2 separate regions of the Mus musculus genome follow, and region 2 is linked to region 1. Evidence: chromatin contacts called from public promoter capture Hi-C data. All regions are on one chromosome and are shown on one strand. The core of a region is the stretch at or near the end of the contact, and the rest is flanking DNA. Distances in the headings are between cores, read along the strand shown.

What was found. Promoter capture Hi-C pulls out the DNA fragments that hold promoters and counts their contacts.
Region 2: a contact with region 1 is called in a promoter capture Hi-C map of cranial neural crest, with 5 times the contacts expected there. The contact joins the enhancer-like site here to the promoter of Tmem72 in region 1. A contact is called at or near these places in 7 of 39 promoter capture datasets (cranial neural crest, embryonic stem cells, frontonasal cranial neural crest and 4 more).

The regions. Positions count from the first base shown.
Region 1 is chr6:116,713,436-116,719,217 of GRCm38.p6, reverse strand. Tmem72 (transmembrane protein 72) reads left to right here and starts at 2,460. Exons shown (of 5, transcript NM_178768.4): 1 at 2,460-2,710. The coding sequence starts at 2,641.
Region 2 is chr6:117,611,097-117,616,878 of GRCm38.p6, reverse strand. No RefSeq gene overlaps it. Among named protein-coding and RNA genes, the nearest start is that of Gm9946, 54 kb to the right of the region's middle. Within about 2 kb of position 2,683, at least 43 of the 459 cell types and tissues checked have an H3K27ac peak or open chromatin away from gene starts, as enhancers often do.

The sequences.
Region 1 (5,782 bases), core at 1,211-3,710:
TCCCTCCCTCCTCTGCCCTTTGATAGCCTGTGGAAAGTGAAACTCCGGGGCCTTCTGCTAAGTGCTGTTTTCTGCTGGGCACATTAGTGAGGCCGGGTCAGATGTGCACGTCCAGGGCCTCACTTCCTTCTCCAAGTCCTATTTTAGGGCCTAGCCACTGCTTCCCAGAAGTCTTTTCTCTAGACTGTAAGATATCTGGGGAGCTTTGCCAAGACAGACTTCTCTCTGTCCCTTGGGACTCTACAAATGGGGTTAATGGTCCTTTGCCCACTCTGTGGTTTCTTCTAAAGGGGCTCACACTGGGATTCCTCTTCCATCTGCTTCTGAAATGGACTCTGCCTTCTTCACCTCATCAGCTCAATGCCATTTTCCAGATCTCTGTAAAGGGCAGCTCGGTGAAACAGGGCACCCCTGGGTTTTGAGGAATGCCCTAACTTTTTCATCTTTAGTTCTTAGTTCTCTACCTGTCCCACTGTGAGCTTAGAGCACAGAGAAAATCCTGATTAGGAAAGGAGCTAGGAATTGAGCCTATTCAGACACAACCCATTCTGTCAGGCAGCGTACATTCTGCGTACATTCTGCTGTGACCTGAATCCTGCTGTGACCCCTGGAAGCCTCCTGTGACGATATGACAAAGCACCTCTGGAAGGTTTAGCAGCCCCAAAGTCATCTCACAGCTGCTTGTTGTCTCATGAGACAGGCCCCACCCAGCCACTCCTCATCCGGACTAGGAGATCCATAGAGGCATAGCTCACCCTGTCCTTGAGCCCCTTGTTAAAAATAAGGGGGACTTCCCCCAAAATCCCAGAAGCATGTGCCACAAATTTGGGCTTTTGGCCCAAAATTGGGTCACCTGCTCATTCCCAAAGATTTGACTGAGGAGGAGAAGCCATGGTCGTGTCTTCTAGAGTCCATGTCTTCTGAGCATTTGAGCATGGGGGGGTATGAGACACAAAGAAAAGAAGCCACTGTGGTTCAGGAAAGGCCAGTGACAGCTATGGTGTGATGGGGTCTCCCCAGTCTACTCAGAGAAAGGCTACTCAGTCTTCCCAAAGAAGGCTGTAAGCCACAGAGCTATTGTGGCCCAGGTCCCAGCTCCTTCCTCAGATCAACTCAGTGTCTACCACAGAAACACTCTAGCATGCAGTTAGCACAGCGGGTGCTGGCTGCCCAGACATGCGGCATTTCAGGGAGGTTCAAGTAGATAAAACTCAGGTAATAGATAAATAACCCGATAAGACACAGTCTGTTCAGTGAAGAAGTAAATAAACGAAGTCATACTCCACAAGTGCTCCGCACGCTCCTCTGTGTGTGTGGTGTGTGTGTGTGTGTGTGTGTGTGTGTGTTGCTCGAGATGAGACCCAGGGTCTCACACATGATAAGCACTGAATGATACATTTCTAGACATCGTTTTAAGTATCATATGAGCACAGAGGTTCTTACAAGAGAGGGTGGGTTATGGAATACAAATCAATGGTCAAGCCATAATAATCTTCATAGTAAAATATGGCCACTCATTAAACAGCAAAGAAAGAAACAGTATTAGGTGGAGGTTTCTGCTGGTATTAGGGTTGGCCAATCTGCCCGTTCATTTGGTTGTTGTCTTTCATCCCACGTGAGCAGACTAGGAAGAGATTTCAGAGAATGCCTGATAGGAAAACCAAAACACAGTACTGTTTAATCCGCTAGGTCGGTTGTAACGTAAACGCCGGCAAAGCCCACCTAGGGCCGGCCTCAGAGGCTGAGCGTGTCACGGGGTTCTTGGGCACTTTTCTGTTTTGAGAACACCGGTATAGTTACATTTCTTCTGTACTTTCTGTCACAGTTACTGAGGCTCCCAGACACCTCTGGGTTTCCCCCAAGGTCACCCAGTTAATTGTTCACACAGCATACACCGTGATTTCTCACATCTCATATCCCGGATGCTTGTAAGGAACAGAGGAGGGTCTCCACGTGCTGCCATCTGAACCAAGAAGGTCAGAGTTCAAATCTACCAGATTCGGAAATCTTTTCAACCCACCTATACACAGAAGGAAAGAGCTTGGAACTCATTTGCTAAGTGGCTACCAGTGGAGATTTAGAAACACATTTGTTCTATCTCTGTCTCCGTCTCTACTCTTCTTCCCTAGCCCAGATCTGCGTGTGCCCTGTCTCCTCTTTGGACCCCCAGCAGGTGTGAGGTGAGGGGGGGGTGACTTTCTTGGAACAGCCTCCTAGGGAAGGGCTTGGCCTCTAGCTCTCCTGTTCCCTCCTCCCAGACAGAAACAGCTAATTGCCAACTCCAGGCTGCCTCCTGCCCAACCCTAATCGGTATGATCTCAGGCAGCTGCACCGGAGCCGGAGCCGAAGCCGCTCCAGGCTAGGCCAGGGCTACGTGGAGCAAGGAGAGCATTCTCCCAAGATAATGATTAAACTGAGCAGCACTTGGCATGGGCTGCTAAGCTAGGGAGGGGAGCCCTATTCACACCTCAGCCAGACAGCGGAGGCCAGAGCTAGTTCAGGGAGGCTGAGCCCAAGGCCCAGGGGGCCCCCCAGCCAGCCCCCGCAGCCTCCTGCTTGTGAGGAGCATCCAGAGCATCTCAGATACAGAGGCATCTTCGCAGCCTGCCCTTCTGGGACTCTGTTCACACCCCTGGCACCATGAAGCTCCAGGTATTCTGGACTGGACTGGAGTATACCTGCCGGCTCTTGGGCATCGCTACGGCTGCAGGTAAGATCCTACCCCTCATCTACCAACTCCTTGCTCAGAGGCCCTATGGGGAAGGCTACTAGAGAAATGGCTTCTAGCCAGGGGACGGTGGGCACATCTGGCCACATCTCTCCTTCAGTTTCTCTTTTGAGTTCCTCAGAAACCCTGAACTTTGGGAAAATGGCAGGTGTGGAGTGAGCCTTAGGCAGATAGAGAAGAGCCTTGGGTCTGGTGCCGATACTCAGTGGCATCCCACCCCCACAAGACCTTTAAGAACCTTCAGCATCCCTATCACTGAAATGAGCTGACAGGTGTGCCTCTTGCCCTCAGAGGGTTGTGAGGAGAGCTTGTTGAGCTGGGGACTAGAGGTGAAGGTATACAAGGCTGGAAAAAAATGTGAGAATCGTAGCATTGTGTAGCTAATTAGAGTGCTCAGCTATTCACCTTGCTTTGTTTGACAATAGTCCTATCTTCTGCAGAGAGAATCCCATTAATGGGGCAACTCTATCCTCAGGAGACCTGATAGGTAGAAAGATGGCAAGCTTCCACGGTGCCCTCCCCACACCCTTCTGGAAAAATGCATTGTTGAAAACCAGCCTCTTTGGTATGAGCCATCTACAGGAGCATAGCGTGAGGCTTAGAAGACCAGAAATCACCTGAGCAGCTCAGCTGACTGGAATTTCAGATAGTTAGCAAAGAATTGGCCCTAACCCTGAGCCCCACCGATGCAGAAGGGGCAGAGCCTATACTGAGGGACTGAAGAGCAATGTTCTGAGCTCTTAGCTCTGTACACCAAATCCCTTGGGGAAATAAAAAAAAATACACACTAAATCCTTCTTTGCATCTGGACAAAAGCTTTCTCAAGAGTCTCTCCCAACTGAAAGGCTTCTCTCCAGTTCAAACCAAAGCAATAGGACCCAAGCCTCAGGCTTCTCGTGCTTGTACAACCTTGGTCCAACTCTGTGGAGCCCTGAAGCTGTGTTTCCTGACCTCTGTAATGGATGGATCTGGCAGACTCGGTGCTTGGTAAAACAACATGTGAGTGGTGGTTCTTGGTAGATGTCCTTGTGATAAATCCATGGTCAGTGGAGATCCAGATCATTTCTGGGGTGCTAGGATGAGTTCATAGTCAACCAGCTGTTAGGCTCTTCTGGCACTGTGGCTATGAATCAGAGCAGACAAGGTCAAATTCCAGCCCTCCTGCTATGAGATGGAGAAAATGAATTCAGATTAGAGTGTGACCTTGCCAAGGTCACACAAGGGGTTGGCGTAGCAGTATTCCTGGATTTTCCCAGCAGCTTTCCCTGCATCCCTAGTCTAATGGAAAGGCCAGCTCTAGCTTCCTTCAAGAGCCCAATGCATTTACATGTAGGTAATGATCACAGGGCCCCCAAGGTGACCCTAAATAGATCTCCATGATGAGAGTGTGAGTTACTGTTGACTACTGCTGGTCCAAGTCTACTGAGTTCCTTCTATGCAATGAGTTTTAAATGCATACATTGTACCCTTTAGGCTACCAGAAATCTTACAACTAGAACTCAGCCATACTCCATTCACCCTGGGCAACTACCTCCCTCCTGCCAGGAAGCTGCTTAAGGTGCACACATCTATCTTTCTAATGGATTAGTGGGTCTACCTTACCTCGACCTAAGGACTGCCTTTCATTCCACACCCTTCCGCACATGTGCACACCAAGGCATATTGCACATCTTAACCACAACCTTCATCTCTGCTAAGAAGCTGCTGTTAATACTGAAGATGAGCCTCCTCCTGCTTGGCTGTGATACAAGATCCAAGCTAAAAATAGACCACAGTTGCTTTCTAAAGGCCAAGCTTTCAAAGAATATCCCTTGGGTTCACCAGAGTGCTGGGGCAAGTGGGAAGCCAGAGAGGGGCTCCAGTGCTCTCCAGTGCTCTCCGGTTCAGATCTCGGGTTTCTCTCGACATCACTGGCCTTTGGGCCTCTGTCCAGTACATGAGGTTTACAGATTCCTTGTCCCCTTAAGCATCTTTTGTTGAAATCCTCTGTTGCAAAGTCTGGGACCCATTATAGGAACATTGCTGCTACAAGGGAAATGAGCCTTAAAACTGAGACTGGTACTTTGCAGAAACCCAGGGCAGTGGGGCATATGAGGTACCCCTTGTATATAGACAGCAGAATTGTCTCAATGCTAGGCAGGAATGTGAAGAAGGGCTTCCAGAGTGGCATCTGCAGGGAATGTGCAGCTCCTGGGAGGTGGCAGCCTCTGCCCAGAAACTTCTTTTGTGGACCCTGGAAACAGGCTCAGGGCTGTCAGTCTCAGGTGCTCTCAATTCACAACAGTTTCCTATGCCTGTGGCTGCAGCAGGGCCTGCAGAGAAGGCTGCTCACTATGCTGTTTCCTCCCACCTAACTCCATTCATGTAGTATCTCGGTCAGCGTTTCTATTCCTGCACAGACATCACGACCAAGAAGCAAGCTGGGAAGGACAGAATTTATTCAGCTTACACTTCCACATTGCTGTTCATCACCAAAGGAAGTCAGGACTGGAACTCAAGCAGGTCAGGAAGCAGGAGCTGATGCAGAGGCCATGGAGGGATGTTACTTACTGGCTTGCTTCCCCTGGCTTGCTCAGCTTGCTTTCCTATAGAATCCAGGACTACCAGCCCAGGAATGACACCGCCCACAATGATCTCTCCCACCCTTGATCACTAATTGAGAAAATGCCTTACAGCTGGATCTTGTGGAGGCATTTCCTCAAGGGAGGCTTCTCTGTGATAACTCCAGCTTGTGTCCAGTTGCCACAAAACCAGCCAGGACATGAAGCCTTGTGGGTTTGTTGCCTTACACAGAGCTCAGGCCCTATATTCTAAATCAATGGCTCTCAATCTGTGGGTTGAGACCCCTTTAGGATCGAATAATCCTTTCACAGAGTTGGCCTAAGAACATTGGAAATATTTACAATTCATAAAAGTCACAAAATTAAAGTTAGGAAGTAGCAACAACAACAAAAAAAGTTATGATTGAGGGTCAACACAATATAACAACAGCATACTTCAGTATTACTGTCTTTCTTGCTCAAGACAGTGTAATAGTCTTGCCTAAAGACTGTA
Region 2 (5,782 bases), core at 1,434-3,933, 900 kb before region 1:
TATGGGTATTTCTAGCTTTGGGGCTCTTTCATTCTAGTGTCTCATAAAAATAACATAAAGGATGTGAGATGTCCCTTACTAGAAATCCTCTCTTAGCTTCTGTGGATCAAAAGCATCTCTGTCCTCAGGAGGAGACGAGGAGAAAATCGGAAACACAGTTCCCTGGGGACCACATCCTTTTCATCAGTGTTTGTAGAGGTGAGTGGCATGTGTAGTCTTGAAGATGCTTCTGCAAAGCCAGTAACCGGTACCAGTGTTACTTTCCTGTGGTTATTTCTTGTCTCAGTGTCACTTGGGCACCCTTCTTATTTCATTAGTGACAACTGAGTCCCTAGTCTCTGCTTCCTGCTCTCCACCTGGTGACCCCTACAGGACAAGGGTGAGAGCCCTCTCCTGGTTGGCCATGCTCTGCCTGTGTCTGTGCAGTATATGTTGAGGCCTCTATCTACCTTGATCCTTGACCTGATGGCAGGTAAGCTATTTGATCCTAGGACACTAGTACAAGTCATGTATGTATGTATGTATGTATGTATGTATGTATGTATGTATGTATCTATCTATCTATCTATCTATCTATCTATCTATGATCTATAGAAGATCATTTCACCTGGTTGAGGGAACCAGGAAGTAGTTTCAACTTCTTCTAAACTTACCCAACTTGAGAGCTAACACAGATAAGAAAGGACTTGCAAGATTACCTTGGTGAGTGACAGAGAAGCAGAGCTAGCTGGCTTGGAATTGAGAACCAAAGCAATGTGGTACATTACCTGTGGTCCAAACTGAGTCTCTTTGGCCGTGGACATTTTTGCACAGGCATGTGACTTACTGAACAGTGTGCATCACTCTTCATTAGTATGTCAAGGAATATGCTCAGGCTTCCTTGGGGAAACCACCCATCTAAGTGTCACACAGTCTACTACGGACTAGCTGGGGCTGCCCAAGCTAGCCTGGATTCTGTGTTCTGAGTAGGTGGAACTACACATGACTAAAGCCACACGTTATAAAAAGCTATTAGCACGATTTGGAAATCATAAATATGGATGACAAATCTTGTAGTGTTGGATGCTACTGTAACAGAATACTAGAGACTGAATAATTTATAAAAGAACAGATTTAGAATCTAGGAAGACCAAGGTTGAGGGCTCATTGCAGGAAAGAGCCTTTTTGTTGCATAACTCTAAGGTGGAAAGCAGGACAAGGCAGACTCTCTCTCTCTCTCTCTCTCTGTGTGTGTGTGTGTGTGTGTGTGTGTGTGTGTGTGTGTCCTTCCCTGAAGATCCTGCTTCTGAGAGGAGTCCTATCTGGTAAACAGAGGCTGCTGACCTAATCCCTTTCTAAGGGTTCTACTTAAACCCTGATTTACTGGGGGGCACAGTCAGTCCATAGCACTAGGACAGGTCTGGCAAGCTGGTTTGGGGATCTGCAGGAGCTGGCGTCATGGTTGAAATTGGAATGGATAACAACAGGGTGGCCAGCACAATCTGAGCCACACAAGCAGAGGGACAGAGTGTGCTCATGAGGGGACAGTGTTAGAGCCCATGTTCCTCACTGGGGCCTTATCCTACTGTGTAAAGAGGGTAGCATCCTTAAGTGTTGATGCCAAAACAGCTCAACAGGAAAGAGTTTATTCTAGAATCCAATACCAGTCACCATGTCTTATGATCACAAAATCAGCTTATCCCAAAGACCATGCTCCAACGTGGGAACACTTTCATGAATATTTTAATAGTAACAGAACGGAATATTTAAATAGTAATAGTAACAGAAAGTAATAAACCAAGGCCCTATGTAAGTACACTGGTGGGAACATTAAGCAAACAGGTTGCAGAAAACTGGGGAAATCACTGACCACAGTCATTGAAGCTTTAATCAGTCATTCAGTCTTGTGGATTGTTTAACACAGGTGTGGCCCCACCTACAGACACGCCAAGTAACACAACCAAGGTGAATATCCAGAAATATAGCTGAACTTAAATTTAAGATCATACAGCATACACACACATCACACAGAAAATGAAATATTAAACGCCTGTTGTAGAAGTAAATATTAGAGTATAAGACAGGAATGAGAAGTTACAGATACCATTGGAAGGGGCTGACTGGGTAGAATCTTCAGGAATGGTTGGCCTCTCCCCAGCTTTATAGAGACCAGTTTAGCCTATGGCCAGTGATGGACCCGGCCCGAGGTACAGACACCGGTGTGATCTGAAGAGTGTGTGAACAAGTTAGCCCTGTCCTTCCCCTCTCAGGACCTCAACAGAAATGAGTGGAAAGGATTCCAGATCTCAAGCTGGAGCCAGCGTGCCAGTGTGAAATGACAGCTGTTCAGAGCCAGGGCTCTATGGCCAGCAGAGCCAGGTGCCGGCTGGGGGACAGAGGGTAGCAACCCCTTAGTGTGTCCACAGCAGATTAGAGAAGGAACCTGGAAGTACCATGTGGAGACGTTAGATGAAATGGGTTAATGTAGCAGAAAGTTCTGGTTAAACTCCTGGCTCTCGGTAGTTTATATATAAATTCCTAACATATATAGTATCTGTTTGTTTGTGTCTTTGGCTAGACTGTACAGCAGATGACTTAAGACCAGGCAGCAAATTTGAGGTGGAGCCATGGTTATCACAACGGGCTGCCCGGACCACAAAGCTGATTTATTTCAATCATAACAGCAGCAAATTCCTGTTATTGTAATGAATCACAGCGGGTAAGCACACAGATGCAGGGGATGGGATCACGGGGCTGGCTGACTTTGCAGCTAGGGTAACTCAAAGCAGACTTGTAGTATCCTAATGATGCGATTTCTGTGGCAACCAAACCTGCAGCCCGCTCGCACCAAACAGGCCGTAATGAAATCTAGTATTTTTTATGGAATATTTTCCCTAAATGATAAGGATTGCATATGGTTCTTTTCCCATTGTGCAGCCGTTCAGTCCAAAGCAAACATTTGAGAGATTTTTAACTGAGGTTGGCAAGCTCAAACTTGTTTCAGCTTAAGAATATCCAGGCCATCTGCTGCAAACTCCCCAATAGAAAACACACTGAGCCTGGACTGCTCAAACTAATTTAATCATGAGATACCATTTCCTGGATTCGAAGGGGAACATTTCTATTTGCCCACTAGGGCTTTTTTTGGGGGGGGGAAAGGACTATATATTTGCAGTATGGTATGTTAGTCACTTGGAATTTCAAAGAAAAAAATAGAGTAGGGGTTCTGGAAAACAAACGTTGAAGAGGTCATCGCTTCAATTCTTTGCAGATGATTTTAATAGAAGAGTTTTCAGTACAATGTTACAACAGATGTGACAAGAATTGAGAGACAGGGCCATCATTTTGTAGGAAGCTAATTGATTTGTGCTGCTTGTACTTTGTTTTTGGACATATTTAACAAATAAGTACTTTTCTTCCCTTTTTTTGGATAATTTTTATATTTTTACGTGCATCGGTGTTTTGCCTGCATGTATGTCTGTGTGAGGGTGTCAGATTCCCTGGAAAAGGAGTTACAGATAGTTGTGAGTTGCTATGTGGGTGCTGGAAATTGAACCCGGATCCTCTGGAAGAACAGTCAGGAAAGACTCTCAACTTCTGAGCCATCTCTCCAGCCCCAAGGAAGCACTTTTCTGTACCGTGATAGTAAATCTCTGAATTTGGCCATGAGATGGTAGAGAGTTAGGTTCCAAATCAGCAGGCACACAGACCACTCGCTCACTCACAAGTGCTGTGCACACACCCTAGCCCTAACACCTCCCCCACCCCACAATCTTTTGCACAACTATTAGCTAGTAGTTCTAGAAGTGTGTTCAGAGACAGCCTCATTCGCTGGCACAGGCGACTGTGCCTTATCACAAGATGGCTGTAGGGAAGAACGAGGGTTTTAAAAACATAACCTGGGCTCACATTCTAAAGAACTTTGTGCCATAGTTACGTATGCCTGCAAATTTAATGAGTATGAATTTAATGCTGTTAGTTTTTTTTACTTATAAATCCACACATATATTAAGATCAGATGTGTACATTAACTAACAATGAGCATACACAAAAGCCAAACCAAACCTAAAAAAAAAAACCAACAACAAAAAAACCCAACAACAACAAAACCAAAACAAAACCAAACCAACCAACCAACCAAACAACAAAAAAACCAAAACCCAAACCAGGCGTCTGAGTTGGGCATTTAGGAAATCGTCCGTACTGTGTTAGGTATTAATTAACCTGAAGGAAGGCTCCAGGGAGCAGCTGACATGGACCCTGCTCTTTGGCCTTGATCCCAGATGCAGCCCAGCTCTCTAGGTCCAGTGCCTTCTTCATCATGTGCTCACAGTGCTCACCGATCTTCTGATGTAGCTTCCACCCCCTCCCCAGCTCTCCGGCAGACGCAAACCACCCTCAGAACTCCACCCGGGACATCACCCAGAAGGTTTTCTCTGTTGCTGTCGCTTTCATTTTCTTCTTTGGTCTGCCTTTTATGTCAGTATCTGGTTTCTAAGTGTAAGAAAGAAAGGAGGGCGTGGAGATTTCAGTTCCCAGCATGGATGGCAGCAATAGTATCTCCTCTTCTGGTGCTCATCAGTGCCTCCTGTTTCTAGGAAACTGCAGCATTTCGGTTTGATTTGAATCTGGATGAAGTCGAAGCGTCCCCTCTAAGTTCAGCATGGGGACTGGTTCGCAGACGCAATCATTTCAGTTATCATCAGTTCTCAACAGGTTTCATGCAGGTGCTCCTGGCTTTATCAGATTGGCTGCGGAGGTTGGGAGTTCTGTGCTCTAGGACCCAGAACTTGGGCAAACTGGCCTTCTGCGTAGACTCTGTGCCCCAGGCTAATATAGACAGGCGTGAACTGAGCCACAGACTGCTCAGCTCATGAGCTCTGAATTTTCTCTCCACAAGGTAAATCCTATAGCAAACCTGGGTCTGAGAACATCGATCTTCTGGAAAAATCTAAGAATTCATCTTAGAACACCTGGCATGTGAGGCACTTGCCATTGGGGATTAAAAATTAGTGTTTGGACCAAAGGTGTTGACCACCATGTAGATTAAGATTTGGAGACTTAGAAGCTGTGGCATGACTGATGAAAACCAAGTTTTAAACAATGATTTTAGTATTACCTATCTGGCAAATCAGGTTTCTAACAAGTTGCTTTTTACACATTAGCCCAAACAAAGGTCTATGTCTCTTCCAGTTTCCTGGAAGCTACAGACTGAAGGTGCAAAGTTTCCATTTATAGAACAGGAAGGAAGTCGAATTATGATTGCATAGGGCCAGCGTCAGGATTCAAGCCTTCTGCTGGCACGGGCAGCTCACAGTCCTCAGTGGCGACTGGCTCCTCCATGAGGAAGATCTGCCTTTACTCTTACTCTAGATGACGCACAAACCCACGCCAGAAGGACCGTGCACAGTGTGACTCTGCAGCCTGTACTGCAGATGTGTAGAGAACACGAACCACACAACACAGCAGGGATGCGGAACTGTGCCCTTGAGTTATCACCCACAGGAGACTAAGGGGTGTTCTTTTACGTGCTCACCTTGTCAAGGTGTGGGAGCCTTGGCATCTTTTTCAACATGTGATGATTCTATTCCAAGTGATCAGCTCTTTTGTTTCTTCCCTTCTACTCATTGACTTCCGGGTAGTTTTCCTTGTTCTTCTTGGGTCTCTCTGCTTGGGTGCCTCTTGCCCACTTTTGGGGGAGGGGGTTATTATTCTCTCTCATCAATTTATAAAATTACAAACTTAATGATAATGTTAGTATTTTTATGCTATGTATTTTTATAAGCACTTCCCTACTCATTAT